3 separate regions of the Mus musculus genome follow, and all the other regions are linked to region 2. Evidence: chromatin contacts called from public HiChIP or PLAC-seq and promoter capture Hi-C data. All regions are on one chromosome and are shown on one strand. Each heading gives the region's core, a stretch centred on a gene start, on an enhancer-like site or on the middle of the called end of the contact. The rest is flanking DNA. Distances are from core to core; before and after follow the strand shown.

What was found. Promoter capture Hi-C pulls out the DNA fragments that hold promoters and counts their contacts. HiChIP or PLAC-seq counts read pairs in DNA pulled down with a chosen protein or histone mark.
Region 1: a contact with region 2 is called in an H3K4me3 HiChIP or PLAC-seq map of embryonic stem cells, with 19 read pairs. The contact joins the promoter of Nkx2-1 here to the enhancer-like site in region 2. A contact is called at or near these places in 11 of 39 promoter capture datasets (3T3-L1-derived adipocytes, the SN4741 cell line, cranial neural crest and 6 more), 4 of 484 Hi-C or Micro-C datasets (LSK cells, cranial neural crest, embryonic stem cells and 1 more), 10 of 115 datasets of contacts at active chromatin or transcription factors (craniofacial prominence, embryonic forebrain, embryonic hindbrain and 6 more) and 1 of 9 other capture datasets (embryonic stem cells).
Region 3: a contact with region 2 is called in a promoter capture Hi-C map of embryonic stem cells, with 5 times the contacts expected there. The contact joins the promoter of C87198 here to the enhancer-like site in region 2. A contact is called at or near these places in 15 of 39 promoter capture datasets (the 3T3-L1 cell line, the C10 cell line, the HPC-7 cell line and 9 more) and 1 of 115 datasets of contacts at active chromatin or transcription factors (embryonic stem cells).

The regions. Positions count from the first base shown.
Region 1 is chr12:56,535,068-56,539,320 of GRCm38.p6, reverse strand. It overlaps Nkx2-1 (NK2 homeobox 1), which reads left to right and starts at 2,413. Exons shown (of 3, transcript NM_009385.3): 1 at 2,413-3,012; 2 at 4,248-4,253. Gm26973 (a long non-coding RNA gene) reads right to left here and starts at 2,131. Exons shown (of 6, transcript XR_872771.2): 1 at 1,815-2,131.
Region 2 is chr12:55,858,327-55,863,024 of GRCm38.p6, reverse strand. Brms1l (breast cancer metastasis-suppressor 1-like) reads right to left here. Exons shown (of 10, transcript NM_001037756.3): 5 at 2,838-2,934; 6 at 1,854-1,937; 7 at 1,571-1,635. Among named protein-coding and RNA genes, the nearest start is that of Brms1l, 24 kb to the right of the region's middle. Within about 2 kb of position 2,839, at least 9 of the 459 cell types and tissues checked have an H3K27ac peak or open chromatin away from gene starts, as enhancers often do. A contact at or near this core is called in embryonic stem cells, where this site is marked.
Region 3 is chr12:56,588,789-56,593,290 of GRCm38.p6, reverse strand. C87198 (expressed sequence C87198) reads right to left here and starts at 2,232. Exons shown (of 5, transcript NR_046003.1): 1 at 2,125-2,232; 2 at 1,625-1,744; 3 at 1,396-1,480. All of the region lies in intron 2 of Gm26973 (a long non-coding RNA gene), which reads right to left.

The sequences.
Region 1 (4,253 bases), core at 1,164-3,663, 680 kb before region 2:
CTAGCTAATCCAGGACACAAAACTTCACTGGGACACGCCCCCTTTCTCAATGCTTGTTACAAAGTAATTATACATCACTGCAGTGATCTAGTGCTAATATGGAAGCTTCAGGTGGAGACCGGCCATAGATAGGTCGTTAATGGCTAAATACTCTGACCTAGCCTACCAAATATCGGATACAGCATGGGTTCCAAGAGTAGTTGCTAAGTGAATCATGAATTGTAAGATAACATTTTGAACTTTGCAGCATTAGAAGAAGCACATCTAGTGCCCTTGGCAGATGTGAAGGGTTTCATGGGAGTTGGAAGTAAGCAAGCTGAGGTGTAGGTGGCAAGTGGTAGATCTGGTTTGGACATCCTCTCTCTAGCGTTCTACCAGTGAGCTTTCAAAGAGACACTGGAGGGGAAGAAGGAAGTGTCCCTCTGCTACACTGCTGCAAAGACTAATGGTTACTCTGCTCTTCTTCTGGTGAAGCCTGAGTCTCTGCAGCCCTTTGATTCCTAACTAGTGAGATTAAAGAGGACCCTTGGGGCTGAACCAGGGAATAACCTTATGAGGGCTGAGCTCTGTCCTGCTAGCCACAAGGCCAGTCTACTGACAGCGCAGGAGGCACCAGCCATGAGGGGTGGACTAGGTTTTTAAGAATTAATCCACAGCTACAAGAGGGGAAAAAAATATCTCTGGTTTAACCCGAGTGGGTCCTGTTCAAGATGAGTCAGAGAGGCAGCATGCTCTCTAGTCAGAAAGACTAACCTGGTGAGAATTCTCAAGATCTTTGCATGGATGAGTTCAGAGATAAATAGGTGGCTCCCCACCCACCCACCCAACACCCCCCCCAGGCCCCCAAAGGCTCTTGAGAATTCTGGCTTACTCTTGTGGATGTCAGTGCTCATGGGAAATAATCCAGAATGGTGGATGTTTATGAAGGGGCAGAAGTATGGGAAGTTCATTTGGTTCAAGTCACAGAGTGCAACAGAGCCCCTCACCCCCAGTTCTAGATGGGAGCTGTTGGCATTGGTGCCAGCAGGAGAAGTTTGAAGCTCAGTCCAGTTCCCCTCCCCTTCAGGGTAAAGCATGGGGGTTGCCAGGCATCACTCCCCTCGAACTCTGACTGAAGCTCAGCCCCTCACCTAGTGCTGTGCGGCTGGGGATGGGGGCCCCTAGTTACAGTAGGGCTAAGATGCAGCTTGTGTACATTCTCCCAAACTGGCCACCTGCTGGTGTTTTTGAAGGTCCGGGCTGCACGGCTCAGAGACTGTAGAAGATTGAACAAACCTTTCACTCCAGACTAACAGGCCCCCCGAAGAAGCAATGGATTTGATATTAACCACAGACACAGAAATATCGACCTTGTTAGTGAGCTTAATTTTCTTCCCTCAAAGCTTTGGGCGTGTTTTGATGTGCCTGATTTTGCTTAAATCTCACCAAAAAACCTTCTGAAGAATTACCTCCTTCTGTAAGTGGCACTAAAACCGGGAGAGACAAATGACACTCTACCCTTGGTGTTCCTATGACCACCAACAATTATAAAATAACGGGGTTAAATGGAGACGGAGGACCAGGGACTTCCTAAGACGATCCCGTTCCCAATGCTAGCAGATCTGGGTCGCGCCTTCAGACTAGGTCTGCATTATGCTTTGCCTGCCCTTTCTGCCGTTCACTTGATCTAGCGTGGCTTCCCCTCCCTGCACTCTCGACACTGTAGACCAAAGTGCTGTAGCTCATCTTGAGAGCGCCCCCCAGAGAAGTCCCTGGGAAAGGAGAGCGCAGAGCTCTGCTTTCCACTTGTCCTTAGCTACAGAGACACAACGCACCTGGCCGCTTAAAGTCGGGGTTCCCTGCTTCAAAGCCACCTCGGGGGCGGTTCGAAAATGCGGGCCCAGATGGGAGGCCCGCTGATGCCCAGAGCCTTCCTTCCCTTCACGATGGAGGTAGGTGGTGAGGAAAGCTAATGTTAGTTTAGTCGTCGGCTTTGTGTTGAGGGAGTAGAGAGCACTCTTCAAGGAGAGATCTTAAAAAGCAAATAAAACAACTTTCCATACTATAATTGCTATTAATGGAAAGGAGCCTACCCTGCTGAATTAAGTAGTTCAAAACTGCTTGTTCATTATCGGGAGCTCCCTCACTACAAGGAGGGGAAAGAAAATGTGAAAACAAAAACCAAAATCAAGAAGCCTCCTTGACTGGCCGCCGAAGTGTCTAGGAGGCACCTGCCGGGCCAGGAAGCACTCCGCCCTCCCAGCCTCTAGCGCTCCAAGAAAGCTCGAACAGCAGACAAGCAAAGCCAAAACAAAAACAAACAATAACGAAAACGCTTAAATTCCAAGGAGAAAAAAAAAAAAACGGAGGTGGTCTCCAAATCTGTGCCATGCAGGGCTTGGCTGGGTAACCCACTTAGCTGCTGATCCTGACCTGGTAACAGCAATGAGGCTGACGCCCCCGGGCCCGCTAGGGAGCACAGCCCACAGCTCCCCCTTGCCAGGCGCCCAAGGACCCTCAAGGCGCGGGGCTCACACTTGAAGCCTGGGAACGCTCAGACAGGAAACCCACTTCCTCCTAAGCAGTTTCTTCCTAGCCGGATGAGAGGCGCCCAATTGAAGCAGAATGATCCTCATCTACTAATATCCAGCGTGGCCACAAAGCGACCGGCCATTTACGCCGCCACTTTAGACAAAGATATTTGGTTATTCCCGGGGAAGCAAGTGCACTTTTGCATGGCTGAGCTCCGGGAGGAGGCGAGCCTCAGCCCAGCCTCCCGCCCGCTGGGCTGCGGGCGTCGAGATATTCGCCTCCTCCCGGACAACGAGTTCCACCCGGGTTCAGACTCAGTTCCACTCTGCAACGGATCTGCGGGCGCTCACGCGGCTCCCCGCCCGGGCTTTCACTGAAGCATCGGAAGGGAAAACTGCGGGGATCTGAGCTGGGGTGCTGGGACTGGGATGTCCTCGGAAAGACAGCATCAGCTTCTGAAGCCGAAGTATCCAGGCCATGGGCAAGGGTCAGGGGCACCAGGTTTGTTCGAGATGGGGCAACTTCCGTGGTGGACTCTCCTGTTAATCCCCCGCACCCTTAGCCTCGTAGCTCAGAGGGCCAGCGGTGTACTTGCCTGGGCCGGCAAAAGGGGTGGAGAAAGGGAGCGGCGGGGTGGGGTGGGCTGGGGGGGCTGGTCCGCTAGGGAGCCAGGAGCTTGGTGGGGGGTGGCGCGGGGATCGGTGACAGCCTCCCGGAGGCAGTCGTTCCCTTACTCAGCTCCCCCTCCGCCCGCTGGGATTCTCTCGGGTAAGGGGAAAGGGGGCGGGGAGCAGAGGTGTCCCTCTGACGGCGGCGGCAGAAGAAGCAGACAGACTGACAGACACATAGACCAACAGTGCAGCCCCAGGGTTCATCCCCAGACTCGCACACTCTTTTGGTGGTGACTGGGGCTCAGCGCAGCGAAGCCCGATGTGGTCCGGAGGCGGTGGGAAGGCGCGGGGCTGGGAGGCCGCAGCGGGAGGGAGGAGCAGCCCCGGCAGGCTCAGGTGAAATCCCGCTCCCTGCTCCTCAGCCCCCTTCTCCCCCAAAGGCCAGCCCCTGACCTCGGAACCCCGACCAAATTGGACCGCGGTTCCACTTTGTAACTCCCCAAGTTGGTTGCAAAGCAGTATTCACCTTCCGTTCTCCTTTCCATCCCTCCCCTTAGGTTATTCTCTACCCCACCTCTGGCCCTCCCGCTCTCGGTTCCCTCCTCCTTCCCCCCCCCCCGCCTTTTCCTCGCGCGCCACAGGCACCCCACAAAAATGGGGGTGGGGGTGTCCAAGGGAGGGGGAAAGTAATGCTTTGGTTCTCTCTCTCTCTCTCTCTCTCTCTCTCTCTCTCTCTCTCTCTCTCTCTCCCTCTCTCCTTCTTTCTCTCTTTGAGACCTAAAAATCTTGACAAGTGAAGCTTAAAGGTGTTTACCTTGTCATCAGCATGTAAGCTAATTATCTCGGGCAAGATGTAGGCTTCTATTGTCTTGTTGCTTTAGCGCTTATGCCCCGCCTCTGGTGGCTGCCTAAAACCTGGCGCCGGGCTAAAACAAACGCGAGGCAGCCCCCGAGCCTCCACTCAAGCCAATTAAGGCGGACTCGGTCCACTCCGTTACGTGTACATCCAACAAGATCGGCGTTAAGGTAACACCAGAATATTTGGCAAAGGGAGAAAAAAAAAGTAGCGAGGCTTCGCCTTCCCCCTCTCCCTTTTTTTTTTCCTCCTCTTCCTTCCTCCTCCAGCCGACG
Region 2 (4,698 bases), core at 1,590-4,089:
AAATATAAACATTGGCTGTTCTCGTTTTCTCCTGGTGATAGGGGAAGAGCACAAGGCGTCACACATGCTAGGCAAGCAAGTCAGGCAAGCACGCCAGAATGAGTCACCCCAACCTCCAGGCTAACGGTACCTAAAGTCATAAACAACACCTCCTTCCATAGCCACTATTAATAGCTGAAATATGTTCCCTGGACAATTTATAAAAATGGCAATTTTTTTATATTTTAAAGATATTTATTTTATGTATGTGAATATACTGCCACTCCCCTCAGACACACCAGAAGAGGGCATCGGATCCCATTACAGTTGGTTGTGAGCCACCATGTGGTTGCTGGGAATTGAACTCAGGACCTCTGGAAAGCAGTGAGTGCTCTTAACCACTGAGCCATCTCTCCAGCCCCAAAATGAGAATTTTTAATAGGAAAGCAAGCCTCAAACCTTGTAACCCAATTCCCAAGAAGGCCAAGAAAGGAGGCTTTCAAGTTCAAAGACAACAGGGGCTACCAAGTGACTTCTAGGGCAGTCTGAGTGAAATAAAAAATAAAAATGGTAATAGAAATAAATAAAAAGTAAAAAGATGACAAGATACACAGCTCCATTCTTAAACAAGCATCAAAGAGTCACACCTCAATAGTTATTAATATAATATAAAGCACATAGGTTCAATGCATTCATTCAAAAAATGTTTACTAGGTGCCTTCTATACACCAGAAACAGAAAAGCTCTGAACCCTAACACTCTAGGCAAACTAAACATACGCTATTCCATACTCTTGTATAAATTGATACACTATTACAGGAAAAAATACAAATTACTGACATGTCTCTAATTCTTACAATATTCTACAGCCCATGTTAAGCAAAGCATATTTCCAACAATTTCATTTTCATATATTGATATACTCTTAAAAGGCAGAGTATAAAAATGTACTTCTGCGTGTGGATACTTCATTCCTCCCTAGAATAGGGAATAAAATACCCATGGAAGGAGTTACAGAGACAAAGTTTGGAGCTAAGACGAAAGGATGGACTATCCAGAGACTACCCCAACGGGGGATCCATCCCATAATCAGCCACCAAAGCCAGACACTATTGCATATGCCAGCAAGATTTTGCTGAAAGAACTTAATATAGCTGTCTCGTGTGAGGCTATGACAGTGCCTGGCAAATACAGAAGTGGATGCTCATAGTCATTTATAGGATGAAACACAGGGCCCCCAGTGGAGGAGCTAGAGAAAATACCCAAGGAGCTGAAGGGCAACCCTATAGGAGGAACAACAATATGAACTAACCAGTACCCCCTAGAGCTCATGTCTCTAGCTGCATATGTAGCAGAAGATGGCCTAGTCGGCCATCATTGGGAAGAGAGGCCCCTTGGTCTTGCAAACTTTATATGCCCCCAGTACAGGGGAATGTCAGGGCCAAGAGTGGGAGTGGGTGTGTAGGGGAGCAGGGTGGGAGGAGGGTATAGGGGACTTTTGGGATAGCATTTGAAATGTAAATGAAGAAAATATCTAATAAAAAAAATTTTTTTAAAAATGCACTTCTGCCGCACCATTCGCCAACCATACCTTCCTAATTGTCGTCCAGTCCTCAAGAATGTCGAGATCCTGCAGCATATAAACTATATATGGACGTTGAGGCGTCAAGGTCAACTTGCAGCAAGAACATCACAGACCCAGTGAACTGATGCAGGAAGAGTATGGGTTCAAGGCCAGCCTGGGCTACATACAAGACCTTGCCTCAAAAGCGCCTGTACAAACTGACCACAGTGCACCATGAGCCGCCGTGTCCCCTCCACCCCGTGCCGAAATGGTTTCCACAGTGTGGAAACCCAGAGTGCGGAAAGGATATCTGAGACAACGACCGGCTTCTTCTTGTCGGGGCTGAACGGATCCTTCCTCTTTTTCCGTGACTGAAGCTCGTCGTTCCACAGCTCTGCAAGGGAATCAGCGCGTGAGCTCCTTTCCAGCGGCCACAGGAAGAACGGGCAGCGCAGACTTTCACATTTACTGCTTCTTTACATACAAATCTCCAGGGAACTGCACTCAGAGGTGGTTCCTTTTCATTTTTTTACACGTATTTACTTATACATAGCGTGTGTTGCCTGCACGCTTGCACACCACAACTTACACATGGAGGTCAGAGGGCAGCTTAGGAGGGTGTGGTCTCTCCTTGCACCGCATGGGTGCTGGGGATCAAATTCAGGTTGCCCGCCCTGGAGGCAAGCGCCTCCCCTCTGAGCCGTCTCTCTAGTGGCTGCCCTGAGGTAGGTGTAGCTATGCTTTTTACCTCAGTTTTCCATACAAGGACACCCACTTAGAAAGACTAGTCAACTGTCCACAGACACCTAACTCATGAGCAAAGCACCCACACTGATCTCACCACATCTGCCCCAACTATAGCAAAGAAGCAAAATCAAGACAAAACCAGTAATACCTACTCAAGAACTGTGGGCCAATCTAGTAAAACTGCCAGTGCCCAACAGAAAACTTCCCTAAGTCATCCTGAAATGGCCACACTTCACACTGACTGGGTCTAATCATCACAGCAGGGTTTCCTTTCTCCAAGGCAAACACCTACCGCCCTGAAACATTTACCCACTCGCCTGGAAGAACACAGGAAGCTGTCTTCCAGCAAGTCCCGTGGCTAGCTCCTGTCACACTGCTGGTCTGTCCCTTTTCTAGAGTGTGCCTCTGAATCCAAGGAACAACCTCTACTTCATCTCGCTCTTCCGAAGTCCCCCCTGCTCCCTCCAGCTAGGACACTGCATTTGCATAGCATCCACTGGAGAAGACTGAGGCTTTTGGGGACACCACATCACACGGCAGCCCTGACCTGAGGTAATGTCGATGCTGTGCCTGTCCTCCTCAAGCCTTCTTATCTTCTCCTCAAGCTCACTCTGGACTGTATCATATAACAAAAGCTTTTCACTCTGGAAAGAAACATGATACTTAAGTGAAAAGAAAGAAATACCAGTTTATCTTAACTAGCAATACCAAATGATTTAGCATACGTTAATATATGGTGGCTTTGGTTTGGTTTTGGTTTTTGGTTTGGTTTAATAAATGGTTGTTGCATTTGCTTTTTTCATTTTTCTAAATTATTTTTGCCTCCCCCACCACACACCCCTGTTCTGAGAATTGAAGCAAGGGTGTGTACATGCTAGATAAGTGCTCGCCTCTGAGCTACATCTTAGCCCCCAAATTAAAATTTTTGAAGAAAAATTTTCAGTATATAAAAGAAATAAAACCAGGGGTCAGTTATAAAAATAGACTTAACTAAGTAAAATAGCATCCTGCTTAAGAATATCTAAATTGAAGCCGGAGAAATGGCTCAGGTCACTTGTTGCTCTTGCAGAGGACCCAGGTTCAGCGCCCAGCTAGGAACTCAACGCCATCTGTAACTCCAGCTCCAGGAGGTTTGATGCTCTCCACAGACACGCGCACGCATGCACACATGCGCACAGGAGCGCGCACACACGAATTAAAAAAAATAAATAAAATTTTTAATTAAGTAAAATAGATCATATTGGGTTTTACTGTATCTACATCATATTAAATACAGCAATATATCGCAAAAAATATTTAGATACAAATTTTAGAGCCATTTAAAGCAACTCAATAAATATATTTCAGTTAGAATATACTAAAGCAATAGATTGACTTACAAAAATGTAGTATGATAACTCAGGTATAAAAGGATAGATTAACTACATCAGACTCACTTGCTAAAACCGACAAGACGGGGAGAGGATGAAGTCTAATGGGGAGTGCTTACCTAGCATGTTAAAGGCTCTTGTTCAATCCTAAGTACCACAAAAATATAAATCCATGAATAAAATGGACAGTAAATAAATAGGTAGATAGATAAACAAACCACTAGAAGATACATACAGTATAACCTTCAGGTTTGTGCAGATTAAATTTGCAATCTGTATCAGAAGAACTCACAATCGACACACAGACCTGCTACCTATAAGAGTGTGTGTGGCCTTCCCCAACTTTCCCCACAAGAAGTCTTGTCTTATGATAGATTTCGTAAGATGCTCATATCTATAATATTCCAGTATTGACTTGAAGTAATGTTGTGGTGAGTGGCTTGTGACTCTGTTAGCGGCTTGTCCCCTCACTAACTTCATATCAGCGATTAAACCTAGGGCCTTGTACATGCTGTGCAAGTGCCTACCACTTGACCTATAGCAGCCAGCTTTGACTTTCAGTTTGTGACAGAATCTTACTAAGTTGTTCATGCTGACCCCGAGATCAGTCTGGAGAAAAGGTAGCCCGTTAACCTGGTATCGTACTGCCTCAACCATCCATGGAGCTGGAGTTACACACCTTCTCTACCATGCTCAGCCTTATAGGCTTTTATGAAAGGCCCTCTGTGTTATATTTATATATTTTTATGGCGTTTTTATAAAAAGAGCTACAGTGGTATATAATTATAAACAATTAGACCTTTTAGCCCTGAGTTTTAACCTGACCTGGTAAGACAGTGATTAATTTTACTATCATTATTATTTATTTTTATGTAAGAGTGTCTTGCCTGCATGTGCACCATCTGCATGTCTGGAGTCTGAGGAGGCAAGAAGAGGGTGATGGATTCCTTGGAAGGGAGTTGCAAATAAATGGTTGTGAGCTGAAATATGGATGCTAGGAGTAGAACTTGGGTTCTCTGAAAGAAGAGTCAGTGTTCT
Region 3 (4,502 bases), core at 983-3,482, 730 kb before region 2:
GTGTGTGTGTGTGTGTGTGTGTGCTTCGGAAGAACAAAGGTCAATGTCGGGCATCTTCCTCTATCATGCTTTACTTTAGTTTTTGACACCGAACCCACTAAACCCAATGCTTACTAACTTGGCTGGATTATCTGGCTACCAAGCCTACGAGAGCATCCTGAGATTACACAGGTACAAGTTGCCATGTCTCTGGCTTTTATTTGGTGCTGGGATCTAAAACGTGTAGTGAACACTTTCCTGCCCATTATCATCAGTTCACTTTTTTAAAAAGATTTTATTCATTTTATGTGTATGAGTACACTGTGGCTGTCTTCAGACACACCAGAAGAGTGCATTGGATCCCATTACAGATGGTTGTGAGCCACCATGTGGTTGCTGGTAATTGAATTTAGGACCTATGGAAAAAACAGTCAGTGCTCTTAATGGCTAAGCCACCCCTCCAGCCCCATTAGTTCACTTTTAATGTCATTTTTCTTACTCTGCTTTGTGTTTCTAGCTTTTGATATTGTAAGCTTGTCTCTTTAACTGCAGATTTTAGGAATTTCTTTTCCCCCTGGCCCATCACCTATATAACAATACACATTTTTCATACTTGGATGTCTGTCTGTCTTGACTATGCTAGCCAAATTGAGGTTTAGGTAAATGTATTGTCAAATGGCAAAATCTCTGGTTGTCATAGTTTTAAATCTATAAACTCTTTTTTATTTAAAAAAAACCCTAAAGTCATGATTATTATATATAATCAGAAGCAAATAAAGACAGTCATTCAAATGCTATGTGATAGTCTGTTTTCCTATTGACAAAATCTGCATAAGTTCTGAAATAAGGAAAACTGGGTTCAAATGTAGGCTTTGCGGTTTTCTGCTGTGTTGTGGTCTTTAATATCTCTATAAGAGTGAGCTGAGAGTTAAGTATGACAGCACATGCAAAGACCAGTGAAAGCTGGGGTTGTTGCCCTAAGTAGGGAGCTTTGGGTGGGTGTACATGTCTCTCACTCTCTTCCCCGTGGCAGATTTTTATTGATGCGTTTTAATGCATTGTTTGTTTACTTTATTTTGAGGCACTGGGAGTGGTGCCCAGGGTCTCATGAAGGCTAGCCAAATGCTGCACACTCCATCTGAAGAAGAAGGAAGGGAGGGAGGAAGGAGATAAGGAAGGTATATATACATGTGTGGGGTGGGCCAGATCTGATGGCCTGATGTCACCTGATTTAAGACCTTTAAAAATAGCTAATACTTTCTATGATTTATTTTTTTTTCCTAGTGCTGAAATAAAATTTGATGAAGACTGAATCTTTGTTAAGAAAAGTGAGGCCAGCAGACCACTCCCTCGTTGATTTCTGCGGTGCTGTTTGCTTCAACCTCTAGAGGGCAGCATGCCATCAAGGAAACTCACCAGGAGCCCAGGTAGAACCCGTTTAGATGACCAGTTGTCTGAAGTCCGAGTCATGTTGACCTTAAAGGAGGGAGAAGGGGGCTGCCTGGAAAATCCCAGAAAGATACAATACCAAAATGTAAGCAACCATTCATTATAATTTCTAATGATTATTAAATACTGGGTTATTTTGAACCCATCAGATGAATACCCTGGTAAATAAATAAATCTGATGAATGTGGATGGTTACCTGCAGGAACAAAGTCACTAAGGAAGAAGCAGGTGGTTTCTCAGACCGGGTTCCATCTTCAAAAGTGATTTCCAGCTGTGACCTCATCTCTCCAGACTCTTCAAACCTGTGCATCACAAGCTAGGGATAGAAGCCCCAGCTCTTCCTTACTCCATACCACCTACTTCCTTCAGTTAATTCTGGGCTCATTTTAGTATAGGGACCCAACGTCACTGTCTTAGCCAGGGTTTCTATTCCTGCACAAACATTAGACTGCTTTTTCTTTCCAGAGCTGAACCCATGCGTGCCAGCAGCTTGAAGCTCAGTGACTTACTTTTATCAACATGAAACCCTCTACCTCCATCTCTCTGTCTTGTTTTCTTCTGAATTATTTTCTGATTTCTAAAAAAAATATGTTTTTATTTGAAATAGCATTTGTCACTTGCTGTCTTAGGCAGGGTTTCTATTCCTATACCAAACATCATGAACAAGAACTCTCAAGTTGGGTTTATTCAGCTTACACTTTCCACATTGCTGTTGATCACCAAAGGATGCAGGACTAGAACTCAAGCAGGTCAGGAAGCAGGAACTGATGCAGAGGCCACGGAGGGATGTTCTTTACTGGCTTGCTTGCTTCCCCTGGTTTGCTCAGCCTGCTCCCTTATAGAACACAAGACTACCAGCCCAGAGATGGTCCCACCCACAAGGGGCCTTTCCCCCTTGATCACTAATTGAGAAAATGCCCCACAGCTGGATCTCATGGAGGCATTTCCTCAACTGAAGCTCCTTTCTCTGTGATAACTCCAGCCTGTGTCAAATTGACACAAAATCAGCCAATACAGTCACCTACATTTGGGATCTTGATCACTGACTCGGGGCTTCTAGTATTAATGTCACTTCCTTCACTTAACCCTGTTGTAACCTGCTCATTCAGAACAGGGAAGAGCCACAGCTACACCGCAGGAAAGCCCTGGAACGCAAGCTTCTGGGACCATCCACCCCTGCATCTCCTGGGCTCACACAGAGGCAGGTCTTACATCAGAGGGTTTTGCTCTGCTCTCTGGGATATTCAGGATCTCGGTCTAAACTCACCCACTAATCGGAGCCTTAGGATTTTAATATGCAAAATTAAGGCTGCCAAGTGCCTTCCCTACCTTCTACGGATGCAGATGCAGACAACTAGGCACTTTGATGCCAAGATCATCTTGGAGAACACAGAACAAGATCACATCTATTCAGAGGCACACCTTTGATATCCCTACACACCAACTCTGGGTGCCTTGGATAGTTGATGACTACTGTCTTCTTCAAAAGATATCTAGGATCGGTTGGGATAAAAGCTTTCATGTATGTGTGGGCTGTTGTCAAACAGGACACTAGAATATTTCTTTTATGAAAAACTAACACTTCCAATATTGAAAGGCAGTATCCATTAATTCAATCGAACATTATTTTCATAAGCAAATATGTTTGAGAAAATTAGCAAGCAAATGCATAAATAAATTACCTACATTGAAAGCTGTTACTGGCAGGTATGATAACATGTTTCGTGTTCACTAGTTTCCATTTCTTTTGAAGTGAATTTCTGGCTGCCTGTGTTTATGTCACAGGTGGTATCCTCACCTGCTTCATTAAGGCCTGTTTAGAATACAGTTCTAATGTAGGTTTTATTCCATGTAAAGCCACCTAGAGATAATTTTAAATGATCAGATCGACTAACAAACACGTAATCAAGGAGCTCTTAAGATTTTATTAAAATTCAGGTCTTTCACCATTAGCAAACCTGCTTCATTAACATATTAATAGATAATGTTCCTGCTCATAATTAGCGCGGATTTTCTTTGCATTACATTGTAGTTGAAAGAATTCAGGTGGGGTTGTGTAAAGTTGTTTTTTTTTTAATTCCTGCTAACAAAGCACCTGGAAGTGCCACTGAATCCTGCTGACCACAGTTTGCATTTTCATCTGCTTCCTTCTCCCCACGTTCTCCTTATTAAACTCAGTTCTGTGATTGATTTTCTGCATAGCCAGGCCACTATGAATGACAATGGTAAGCCACGAAGCACAGCAGTCTGGCCCACTTACTGAAGACTGAATCCTACCTGCGACAGAAATTCTAGGCTCAAAAATAGCTAAGCTTTGAGAGAAGCAGGCATATGAGAACCTTAACCTTTTTCTTTAATAGTATAATTCAAAAGTCCAAGTTCTTCAAGTGCTTCATACCTAGACCAGTGACTGGAGTTCATGTAGATGTCTCTATAAAAAGAGCAACATCTGCCCCCCTGCCCCCCTGCCCCCAAGCTGCTGCTGAAGGCTGTGTTTGTGTCTGTGTCCCTGCAACAGCAATGATCTGTGTCTGTGTCAATGTTTATGGCCCATGTTACCACCAAAAGCTATACAGTCATCCCTGGTCTCGGTCATGTTGATGTCAGAGGGCTTCACAGACCTGGCCCCACCTCTCACTGACTGCAGCATTCAGACAAGCTGGCCCCATCCCTCAACTGGACAAAGTGAGAGAGCTGGCCCGGTGGCACAGCGTGGTCACAGGAGAGCTGTCATGTCAACCAATTCAGCTACCAAGCAGGCCAAGATGCAGGTTCTGAGTTGGCCCACCCTAACATCCACCCCATTTATGAACTGCTGGAGCACATGAAGGGCTGGTCCCGCAGAACCAAAGCGGAAGGATCTCCATGACACAGGGCAACAACAAGATATCCAAGAGGAGTCCAGGTAAGGATCTAGTATAGGATTGGGGTGCATGATGTGAAATTCACAAAGAATCAATGAAAAGTTTAAAAAAAAAGTGACATCCCTTCCGAGGGATGGTATCTTACAAGGAGAAGCGATTATCTGTATTTCAATAACCACAGACCTTGAAATGCAGTCATGGCGTTATTTT